Regions from separate parts of the Mus musculus genome. Here region 2 is linked to region 1. The links are chromatin contacts, called in public Hi-C maps. All regions are on one chromosome and are shown on one strand. Each heading gives the region's core, a stretch centred on a gene start, on an enhancer-like site or on the middle of the called end of the contact. The rest is flanking DNA. Distances are from core to core; before and after follow the strand shown.

Region 1 (5,633 bases), core at 2,773-5,272:
GATCAAGTTTTTAAGAATAAGGGGGAGTTCATCTCTCTGCTGATACCAATGGAAATTCTCAACCACTGTAAAATGGGTACCACACAAACCAGTTATATATAAGACCTATGCATTCAATGGAACCTAGTGCCCTCAAGATGGCTTGCCTGCCAGGCAGAGCTGCTTGCTGAGAGAGCCTGGCTTTGCCAAGACACAAGTACATAACCAAATGTGATAAAAACAGGAGAGGAAGACTAAACCAAGAGAGATGCCTGCACATCACCCATGCTTCCTGTGGCTCGGTCATCAGCCTGGTGCTACTGCTCAGCAGAGGAGTCCAGAAAACATGGTTCTTATCATCCTTAACCCTGAAAGACTGACTGTATCAGGATGCGCTGAGTCTCACTGAGTCGATTATGGATGCCTGGAACTTAAACACAATAACAACTTAAACAAGTGTTGAAGTATGTACCTATGAAACTGTATATGAATCTCTTATATTGGAAACACTTCACTGAAGGCCATATCAACATGCGAGACATGATCCGTCTTTAGGCCGAGGTGGCCTCAAAGTCCTGGGAACCCAGCCGCCTCCTCCCTCTGATTGCTGGTCTCACAGGCTCATGAGGGCATTCTGAACACAACAATCAATAACTGTAAAAACGTAGCCCTACTCAAGAAGGCAACTCCCAGTCACACCTACCCGGGCGCACACAGCCAACAATGGGAGCAGAAGTCAAAGCCCAGTCTGAGCTAGAGCAGGCCAGGGATACCTAATTCAACTCTGCTAGCTCCATAAATCACAGTTTATATTTAGATGCTGAAGGCTCAGGATGCTTGCCAGGCTGCCCCACCTCCCCCTCCCGCCCAAGGCTGTATTATGTGGCCCAATGCTGACACTAGAGTGGAGTCAGGTGACCAGACTATTTATTTATTTTACTTTCCAGAGCTGGGAGGGAACCCTGGGTTTCCACCACTAAGAAACACATTCCAAACCGTATCTTCCTTTTAAATGTAGCTTGAGCGGTACTCAGAATTCCAGGATTTTGTCAACTGACAAGTCTTGTCCTCACACTCCCCCCATGGCATTCCCGTTCCTTGAAATTCCACCCTGAAAGTCATCGAGTAACTGGTGCAGGAGCCTGACGTACAAGGAACCTGAAAGGTTTGCTTTTTCCTTGTACTTCCTCTACAGTAGAGTACAGCCAGTTCTACCAATGCTCCCTTAAAGGAGCTACTGGGGCCCTTCTCACTCCTGCTTTCTAAGAACAGAAGCTCCACAAAATATTCACGCACAAGCCCTGGGTCAGAGTGTTGCTGAATCACCAACAGAAAAACAAAAACAAAACAAAATAAAAAACAAACTAACAACAACAACAACAACAAAAAACCAACAGTGTTTTCTGAAGCTCCAAACTTCCCCTTGGTCCTTCGTACAGGCAGTATGTTCAAGTCTTTTCAGAGTTGAGAGGACTGAGGTAAATCCCTGTCAAGCCAACAGAATGCAGACTGAGGCAGTAGGATTACCAGGAGCTTAAGGCGTGCCCAAGATATATAATAAGATCATGACACAAAAATTCAAAGCAAAACACAATAAACCCTTAGGGCACAACATTGTGATCCCTCACTGCAGAGACAAAGAGAAGAGGATAGTTACAAGCCCGAGGATAGCCTGGTCTCCATAGGCAATTCCAGACCAGCGAGGGATTTTCAACCTGACTATGCCTCAAAGACCAAAGACAAAAGGCACAGAGTTACAGAGGCCCACAGAAACACCTGTAATTAATTTAAATCACATTCTAAATCAGTGCATTCAATTATGATTTCAATATGTAATCAATTTTTTAAAAACTATCAGATTTTAGCTGAGAATCGACTCAGTTAACTCTGCGCACGAATGAGGACTCTGGTGAACTGCTAACCTGATAAGTTTTCTTGAGGGCAAAATAAGCCAATTAAAGTCAAATTAAAGTATAAAGGCAGCTTTACTGGGGACAGCTCTCAGATGTGTTCACCGGTCCCAAATGGGGGAAAGCCCAGGACCTAGGCTGGAAAATTCAGGGTAAAGGACGGGATATGCCAGCCATACCCTGTAACAGGTAGGGGCTGAGGCATGCTGGGAGAACCTAGAGGCCAGGTGCTCTTTGGTTAGACAGGCTCCTCGGCTGCTTGTCCCAGGTCTGCAATCCAACATTGACCTCCAGAATGTGCGCGCCTTCAAATACTGGGACTGTGACCATGTGTCACTTTATGTTAACTCTGGGGGTCAAACAGGGCCTTGTGGGTGCTAGACATGCACTCTACGTACGACGGGAGCTTCATTCACCCCAAGAAACCTGAAGCCTGTGAGGTTCACAGTGTAACTTATACCTTGAGAGCACTCACACCCAATGCTAAACTTTCAGTATTTAATGTAAGACATAGACAGGGCGTGGTGGCCCACACCTGCAGTCAGAGGCAGGAAAGCAGTTCAAGATGACCCCCTACTGCTCAGGAAGTTCTAGTTTAACCCGAACTACATACATCCTGCAGGTGACTATATCCAAGTCTAGTGACCCAAGTTCCATTCCTGTGACAAATGTTGCAGAGAACTGAATCCATGAATTGACCTCTGACCTCCACATATCTCCTGTGTCATATTTGTAGTTTTGTTTATGTTGTCCTTGATAAATTTAAACCTAGCATCAAGCCAGGCATAATGGTGCAGGCCTTGAATCCCAGCACTCAGGAGGCAGAGTCAGATGAATCTACACCACGAGTTCAAGGACAGCCAGGGTTACATTGTGAGACCCTGTCTTCAAACACAAAGAACAAAGACCCAAGTAAAGAAGCTGGGCATATGCCTTTAATCCCAGCATTAGGGAGACTGGGGCAGGTGGAACTGTGAGTTTGAGGCCAGCCTGCTCTACAAAAATGAGTCCAGGACAGCCAGGGCTAAAAGGGACAAAACAAAGTCAGAGTAAACAAATCTCAAAAACAAATTGAAAAGTTTTTTTTTTGTTTTTATTAAATAATATAATGTATGGCGTATTGGTCTTGACTCTCTTGTCACTCTACCCAGATGGTCCAAAATTACAGGGACCATCTACCACCGTCACTCACTTTTCCCCGTCTCCCACTGCCCGGTCCCTTTCCACGGTGCAGGTTCTACATCCTCGGGCATGTCTACCGATTCAGATAGCAGAGAAACTTCCTCCCGACCTGCAGCCCCACCGATGAATACAAAGGACAAAGGCAAGGAAGAAAGGATGACCACAGGACCACTCCTCGGATGTCTAGTGCTCACCCAGATGCTGTGTTCACAGGCACTACTCAAACTTCTGGACGACACATGATGCTGGGAGTGCAGGGGCAAACTGCCGCATCTGGCATTATTTGGATGAGATAGCAACACACACCATCTTTATAAGACCTATAAATATGGGCTGGAGAGCCTTCTCAGCAGTTAAGAGAACTGCTCTTCCAGAGAACCCAGGTTTGATTCCCAGCATCTACATGCTGGCTCACAATGTGATACAGACATGCATGGAAGCAAAATGCCCATACACATGTAATATACCTCACGGATAAATATGCACAGTATGTTTTAAGGATGGGATGGGGTAGCCAGGCATGGTGGCGCACACCTTTAATCCCAGCACTTGGGAGGCAGAGGCAGGCAGATTTCTGAGTTCGAGGCCAGCCTGGTCTACAGAGTGAGTTCCAGGACAGCCAGGGCTATACAGAGAAACCCTGTCTTGAAAAACCAAAAAAAAAAAAAAAAAAAAAAAAAAGGATGGGATGGGGGTGATATGTGTCTTAACACATGGACCACATGGACCTCATGCCTTGATTTGTATAATTACTACACATAATTACCCTAAAATGTCTTTGTAAAACAATGTCAGTTTAATTACAGGAACATAAAGAAAATATATTCTTTAGCGTTATGCTCTGAATCACTTAAGTTTGAGAACAGCTTGGGCCGCAAGTGAAGCGGGGTTGGCAGTGTGGAGGAGAGGAGAGGCAGTTAGGAATGTAGCCCACTTGGTGGAGCGATTGCATGCCTAATGTGCTCGATAGCCTGGATTCAATCCCCATAAACCACAGGTGTTCCTTGGCCTATGCCTGTAATCTCAGCCCTGGGGAGGAGGGGGCAGGATGACCATCAGGAACGGTTGGGAGAGGTCCTCAGCAGCCTGGGCTCTGTGACAAATCAAAACAGGATTGTGAGTTGCCTTAATTCTCACGGCAAGCATCTCACTAAACATTGATGTTATATAATCGGGGAACCTGTAGAGATCAGCACATAGTTTAGGAGGCTTTTTTATGACCACAACACACTGCTTATTCCACTCTTCTTGGAACACTGCTAAATGAGCTTTTCGGGCCAAATCTAGTAGTCTTTTGGTGTGCTGCCAACCATGGACACGAGGGCAGAAGAAATGAATCAAACCTTCAAAACCACAAGTTGCTGGCACGACGAAGACTCAGCACGGGCTCAGTAGCAATGAGGCCCCTGCTCCAAACCCCTGGGTATTTTATCTGCAAAAGTAGTGCAGGCCCAAGCACATCAGCTTGGGATACAGCCGTCCTATAGACAGTGAAAGCTGATTAAACAATCAGTGAAGAGCAGGGCTAGGTGACTTAACTGCAGAGAAGCTCTCTCAAGATATCCATACAGCAATACATCCTCGGGTAGCAATTGCTGGGCATTGTTTTTTAAAACTTTCAGGCCTGGGATTCAAAGCCCTGAAGCGAGATTCAAAACTAAACTCCAGCCTAGGAGAGTTGCTCAGCCCTTAATGCAGCCCTTAACTCTATATGGATTTTAGTGAGGTCCAGGACAGCCAGGGATGCAGAGAGAAACCCTGTCTTAAGAAAAACAAAAAACAGCTGGGCGTGGTGGTGCACGCCTTTAATCCCAGCACTTGGGAGGCAGAGGCAGGCAGATTTCTGAGTTCAAGGCCAGCCTGGACTACAAAGTGAGTTCCAAGACAGCCAAGACTATACAGAGAAACCCTGTCTCGAAAAACCAAAACCAAACCAAACCAAACCAAACAAACCCTAGTATCAAATAGCAAAAACAATTATTGATCTAGTGAATAAGTTTGACATTATACACCCTAAAATAAGGAAGCTTGTGTAAGTACAGTACACAATTACACATACATGTAATAAAATACAGAGCGAAAACCTTACACTAAAAACAGTTCTACTAGGGGGTTGGAAGGAAGGCTCTGTGAGTAAAGATGATTGCCACCAAGTATGAATACCTCAGTGAAACTAGTAAAAAGTGTCCTTGGATCTCCATATGGTACGTCAACACAGGTCAGTCAACATGTGTGCATGCATGGGCGCTCACACAAACTAACACACTCACACATAAACAGAACAGGTGAATAAAATGTAAAACAAATAATAAACCCATGGAACTATTACAAGGAAAGCAAGAACTGGCTCAATGAACCACTTGCAGTAACTGGGTGATACATAATTGTAGTAGCTGTGGGCAATCAAGGCTGACATTCAGAGAAAGAACCGCGAGAAAGGCATTTGAAATGACAGTAAGCAGCAAATCACACTGTATGTATGCACTTGGGATTATAAAAACAACACGAGAGCTGGCTAAGAGAGCCTGTTGCTCTGTGGAAGATCTGGGTTCGGTTCCCAGC
Region 2 (5,163 bases), core at 2,571-5,070, 180 kb after region 1:
CACCTACACAGTGGCTTAGAACTGTAAATAACCCCATTTCCCATGGATCCAACACTCTTTGGGTTTTCTACCCATGTGGCGTACATAACAAACAAGCAAAACATTCATAAAATTAAAATAAATGGGGGACTAGTAGCAAAGACAAGGGAGAAAGCTCTTTTGTGTATCTAGAATTTAACACAACGCTTTTGCCAGGTAACACTCTTATGAAAACAAGAACTCTGAAAAACACTACACTGATAGTAACTTTCATTTAACAATCTTTTATTACAGTTAGTTAATCTGGTATATGTGCTCATACTTCACACATATACCTCAGTGCAATGTGCAAGTCAGAGGAAAATTTTTGTTCAACAGTTCTTGACTTCAATTAACAAAATGTTACTGAGCAAAACCAGATTTGGACAACATATTTTCTCACGGGGTGACTTTCCATTCAAGTAAAGAGAGGAGGGAAACAGCCTTGCTCTAATATACCTTTTAGCTCAAGTCTAGAGTCCTACTAAAACCTGAAGAAGGGCAGTCTGTTCTGATTCCTCCAGTTTCCAGAGGCTATGTATCAGGTCACTATTTACAATACGCCAACCTTATTTGTAACTGTCATAAATTAATCACTACTCTGCTTTGGGGATCCCAACTGTTCTCATGCCACTAATTTCAGAGCTTGAGACAGGAGACCAACCTGAGTCACATCCCCCACTCCACCCCAAGAGCTATATAGGTGCAGTCCTTGCTCCCGTAGCCTAAGGAGGGGAAAGTGGAAGGATGGTTTGAGGCTAGGAGTCCTAGGAGAGCCAGGGTAAACAGCAAAACACTAACCACAAAACCTCCAAGTCGTAGGACCAATTTAAAAATACTAGCAGTTAAAATGAAGCCAGCTTTAGTAACATTTTTGAGACTTTAAATAGAAAGCAAAAATTTCAGTCACAAAAGACTATGTACTATTCCAACTATACAAACACGTAAAAATCTTTAAAAAGCAAACAAACAAAAAGCAGAACCTGATCTGTTGCTTCTGAGGTTTGACATAGAGAACACTGTCATGGGATGACTGTTGGTACATGTATCTTCTTGAAATGATAGAAGCGTTTTTTAAAACCGGATTGAAGTGAGGGTCTGATAACTAGCAATGTACTAAAATCTGTGGTATACCACTTTAAAAAAAAGTTGATGGTGGCTCACAGCACTTGGGAGGCAGAAATATCAAGATCCTCCAATCAAGACCAGCATGGTCTACAATGAAACCTTATCTCAAAATAAAGCAAAACACATTTGGGAGACAGAGGCTCCAAGAGGGAGGCCTTCAGTACACATCCAGTTACATCAAGATCCTGTCTCAAAAAAAGTAAAGGCATTTCTAATGTAACCCAATCAAGAAAATGTGGACGTATCTTTTAGTTCGTTATAGTAGATCTGAACCCTCTGCATTTCCAAAGTCCATGAAGAATCTCCTTTTTTGGCCGGGCGTGGTGGTGCACGCCTTTAATCCCAGCACTTGGGAGGCAGAAGCAGGTAAATTTCTGAGTTTGAGGCCAGCCTGGTGACATGAGTTCCAGGACAGCCAGGGTTATACAGTGAAACCCTGTCTAAGGAAAAACAAAACCAAAACACAACAAAAAAAAAAAGCCACAAAAAAACCAAAAACCCTCCTTTTTCTAGGTGGTAATCTGTTTCTTGGAGATTTTTTTTTTTCGTTTTGAGACGGATTCTTGCTCTATAGCCCTGGAACTCACAAAATACGATTGGGCGTTTTATCCAGCTTTTGTTTTAAATATTGGAATGTACGTTAACAGTTTTCCCATTACTCATGAGCAAGTTAACTTTCAGGCCCAAATGTGCTTTTTTTTTTTTTTCCTTTTTAACCCATTTTCAATGAAAATTAATGACAGTTCCAATTTAAGGACCCAAAACGCGTCAACTAGGTACGCGATTCGGCTTCCAATTTAAGGACCCAAAACGCGTCAACTAGGTACGCGATTCGGCTTCCACTTTAAGAGACCTATTTCGGCTTCAAAACACCACAGTTCGATACAAGTTTTAAACATGCTCAGCCATCAAATGAAACGAAATGCACTGGGCTTTCGGCCTTAATTACAAAACGACACAAAACACAACTCCTGGAGAGTTAACTACCCCAAACACAACTTAACTCTCCACCCTTGCCTAAACGCAGCACCTTCGCAGTTCACCTGGCCCGGACCTGTTTGAAACACACCCACTTTGCACTATTCCTATTAGAAAAGCCATGCACTTCTCTTCCAAAATGAAAAGTCTTGGTCGACACCTAAGAGGGGGACATGGGGTAGGTGGGTGGTAATTCTTTGGAGATGCGCAACGGACTCTCTCCGCAGTTCCAAATAGGGACTAAAAGGTCGGCTAAGCGTCCTTTGCCTCCTCCCGGAGATTTTCCGTTTGCCCAGCTCGCCCTAGAGACCCGGGAGATAGGGGACAGTCCGCCTCCGGCCCCCGGCCAAGGCCATCGCAACCGAGCGGCGGAATTACAAAGGAGGACCGCGGCCGCCTTTGTCCTGCATCTGGCATCGGAGCGCCCTCGTCGTCACTGGCTTCTCCTTCCCCCGCCCCCAGCTCCCCCTGTCTCAACCCTGGAGTCTGCGTCAGCAGCCCCTCGCAGCCCCGCCGGCCCCAGGTAGTCCCTTCGAGAGCACCGGAGGCCCCGGTGGGTGGCCGGGCCCGCCGAGCGCCATTTCCACCCGGAGCGCGTCCCGCTTTCCCGGCTCGCTGAGCTCCCCACCCTCATCCCTACCGGAGAGCTCGGATCTCCCGCCCGCACTCTCTCCTGCCGGACACTTTCCCGTAAGCCGGAGGCGACAAAGTAGCCCGAGCGGGGGAAAGGCGGGAAGGCGACCCGACCGCTACCGGCCCCCAAGATGGCGGCAGCCGAGCGGCGGGGGAGAGCGAGCGAGCGGCCACTCCGCGTTCCCTCACCCGCTCCCGGGCTCTTCGTCCTTCTCCCGACTCCGCTGTCGGCACCGCCGGCCCAACCTACCCCCCCTTCTACTTCAGATACCCTGTGGGGCGTAAGCAACGCCTACACCGACGCTCGCGCGGGTCTGGTCGCGGGCAGGGACGCCTGGCTCGCCCGCTGCTGAGCGCTCGCCACAACGGTTCGGCTCCCTCGCTCCCCTCAACCGTCTCCCGCCGCGCCAACCGCTCTAGGAGCTGCGCAGCCGAGCGACTGCCGAGGGGGGATGGGAGGGGGGCGAGAGAGAGGGAGGGGGCAGGGCCGACTGCCCAGGCCCACCCCCTCTCTGCCGCGCTGCTCTCGCGATACTTGAGTGACAGCGTGGTCTCCCAGGGGGCGGGGCGCAGCGCACCTGCGCACTCGGGACCTGCCCGGTTGCCACCGTGGTGGGCGTGGAGTCGCAGCGAGTGGGCTGTGGCGGACTCCGTTGGCTCCCGCCGACCGACCAACCCTCTGAACCCCGGAGCTCACGTTTGTCCCTCCCCACGGGCCTCTGAGGAGCCGTGGTCACGCGGTTTGCTAAGTTTCTTATCTGCTCCACTGGGAATAGATCCCACAAAGGCCCCCGCGCGGAAGGAGCCACGTGGTTTCTGTCACCCCGCCCCCCAACCCGGGGACGGCTTTGCTGGTCCACCATATTTGCATTATGCAATCAGAAAAAAAGATGAATGTTGCGCCTGCGAAGATACAAAGCGTCTAAACCCAGCAGGATTCCCGTCCTAGCCTGGGGCATCCCCTTTGTTCCCCTGCGTAGGCAGCCTTGGCGCCTTGATTGGTTTCCTACCTGCCAGGTTCGGTTTTTCTCTCCATTAAACCCGGGTGACGGGTCTGTGGTTCACGGCAATAGACTTTATCTAAGTAAGAGTTTGGTATTCCTAAAAATTGTGCTCGCAGGAGACACCTAAAAAAACCGCATGTGGAGGTTCTGTCGTGCTACCAAGATTGCTCCCGACCCGTTTATGGCTTTTTTAAAGTTGTAACACAAATTGCACATGGAAAGGCTGTGGGAAGGTGGAGGGCCACCCTGGTGTTGAGAGACTTGGGAGAGCAAAGCTAATTAAGGTGGGTACGGACAGCAGAGGGCGAAAAGAGGCCGGGCTGGACAGACTAAGGCTGTGAACGTGGATGGGGCTGGGTTGGAATCACCCTTCAGTGTGCATCCAAAGATTTCTTTGTGCTACAAACACTGGGAAGTCCATGTGGAGTGGAGTAGTGGCAGTGTGGAAGGTTGGATTTGATTTACTATGAATTTTTATTTATGTTTATACTAGAGCCAAGAGGCCAATGACTTTCTTGTATGGAAACTTGTATTTCACGGCTTTAATTCATCTTCAAACCTACTTGAAAGTCTTTAGTACTCTACTGATTTTATAGCCCAAAATATCCTTCAGAGAAGGGGGGGGGGGCGCAGTGTGCTTATACTTACAGACAGGAAAATCAAAGTATGTTCTAGAAGCCGTCATAGCTCAGGTTTATTAAGTACTTCCTGAAATGGCATGGTAAGCAGTTCCTTGTCTTTGTTCTTGGGTAGCCAAGGATGTCCTTGAACTCCTGACCCTCTGTGTCTCCATAGCCTTACAAAGTGGTATTTCACAGATGCAGTCCCTAGTCCCACAAGAGTGAAAATAATTACACTTGATAACACTAAACTCTTTTATGTGGTGACAAGTTAGTGGCTTACTGGCCAGACACTTGCTGAAGCTTGGTTATTTTATTGTTACTTTAATCCCCTAAAGTTACCCCACCCCCTCCTTTTAATAGCTGGGGGTTGATTTAGAGCCCAAAGTATGTTCTCTTTTTTAAAAAAGTAACTGGTTTAGCTGGGTAGTGGTGCACACCTTTAATCCCAGCACTCGGGAGGCAGAGGCAGTTGGATCTCTTTGTTGGAGGCCAGCCTGGTCTTCAGAGTGAGTTCCTGGACAGCCAGGGCTACACTGAGAAACACTGCCTCTGGGCGGTGGGGTGGAGGGGGTAACAAACCTAAAGGGAACTGGCTTATTAGCAGTACTCCAAGCTGAACTCTTAGGATGAAACCTTCCCAGGGCCTTTCTTCTATTGGGTTTTAATTACATGGCTCCTTTACCTTTCACTCTTTCAACATGATTGGGTAGGTGGAATTCTGTAATCCCTTTTCCTCTTCCCCTGGAATTCAGTCTGCTTACAGCATGAATGAATTTGGC

The links. A called contact is a pair of places that touch in the nucleus more often than the background predicts.
Region 2: a Hi-C map of uterus shows a contact between it and region 1, with 2.1 times the contacts expected there. The contact joins the promoter of Pbld2 here to the enhancer-like site in region 1. A contact is called at or near these places in 1 of 484 Hi-C or Micro-C datasets (uterus), 1 of 115 datasets of contacts at active chromatin or transcription factors (bone marrow-derived macrophages) and 2 of 9 other capture datasets (adipose tissue and pancreatic islet).

What each region holds. Positions count from the first base shown.
Region 1 is chr10:62,843,134-62,848,766 of GRCm38.p6, forward strand. The region is part of intron 3 of Tet1 (tet methylcytosine dioxygenase 1); the gene reads right to left. Among named protein-coding and RNA genes, the nearest start is that of Gm51805, 20 kb to the right of the region's middle. Within about 2 kb of position 4,023, at least 38 of the 459 cell types and tissues checked have an H3K27ac peak or open chromatin away from gene starts, as enhancers often do. A contact at or near this core is called in uterus, where this site is marked.
Region 2 is chr10:63,020,692-63,025,854 of GRCm38.p6, forward strand. It overlaps Pbld2 (phenazine biosynthesis-like protein domain containing 2), which reads left to right and starts at 3,821. Exons shown (of 10, transcript NM_026085.2): 1 at 3,821-4,045. It overlaps Hnrnph3 (heterogeneous nuclear ribonucleoprotein H3), which reads right to left and starts at 3,158. Exons shown (of 10, transcript NM_001079824.1): 1 at 3,029-3,158.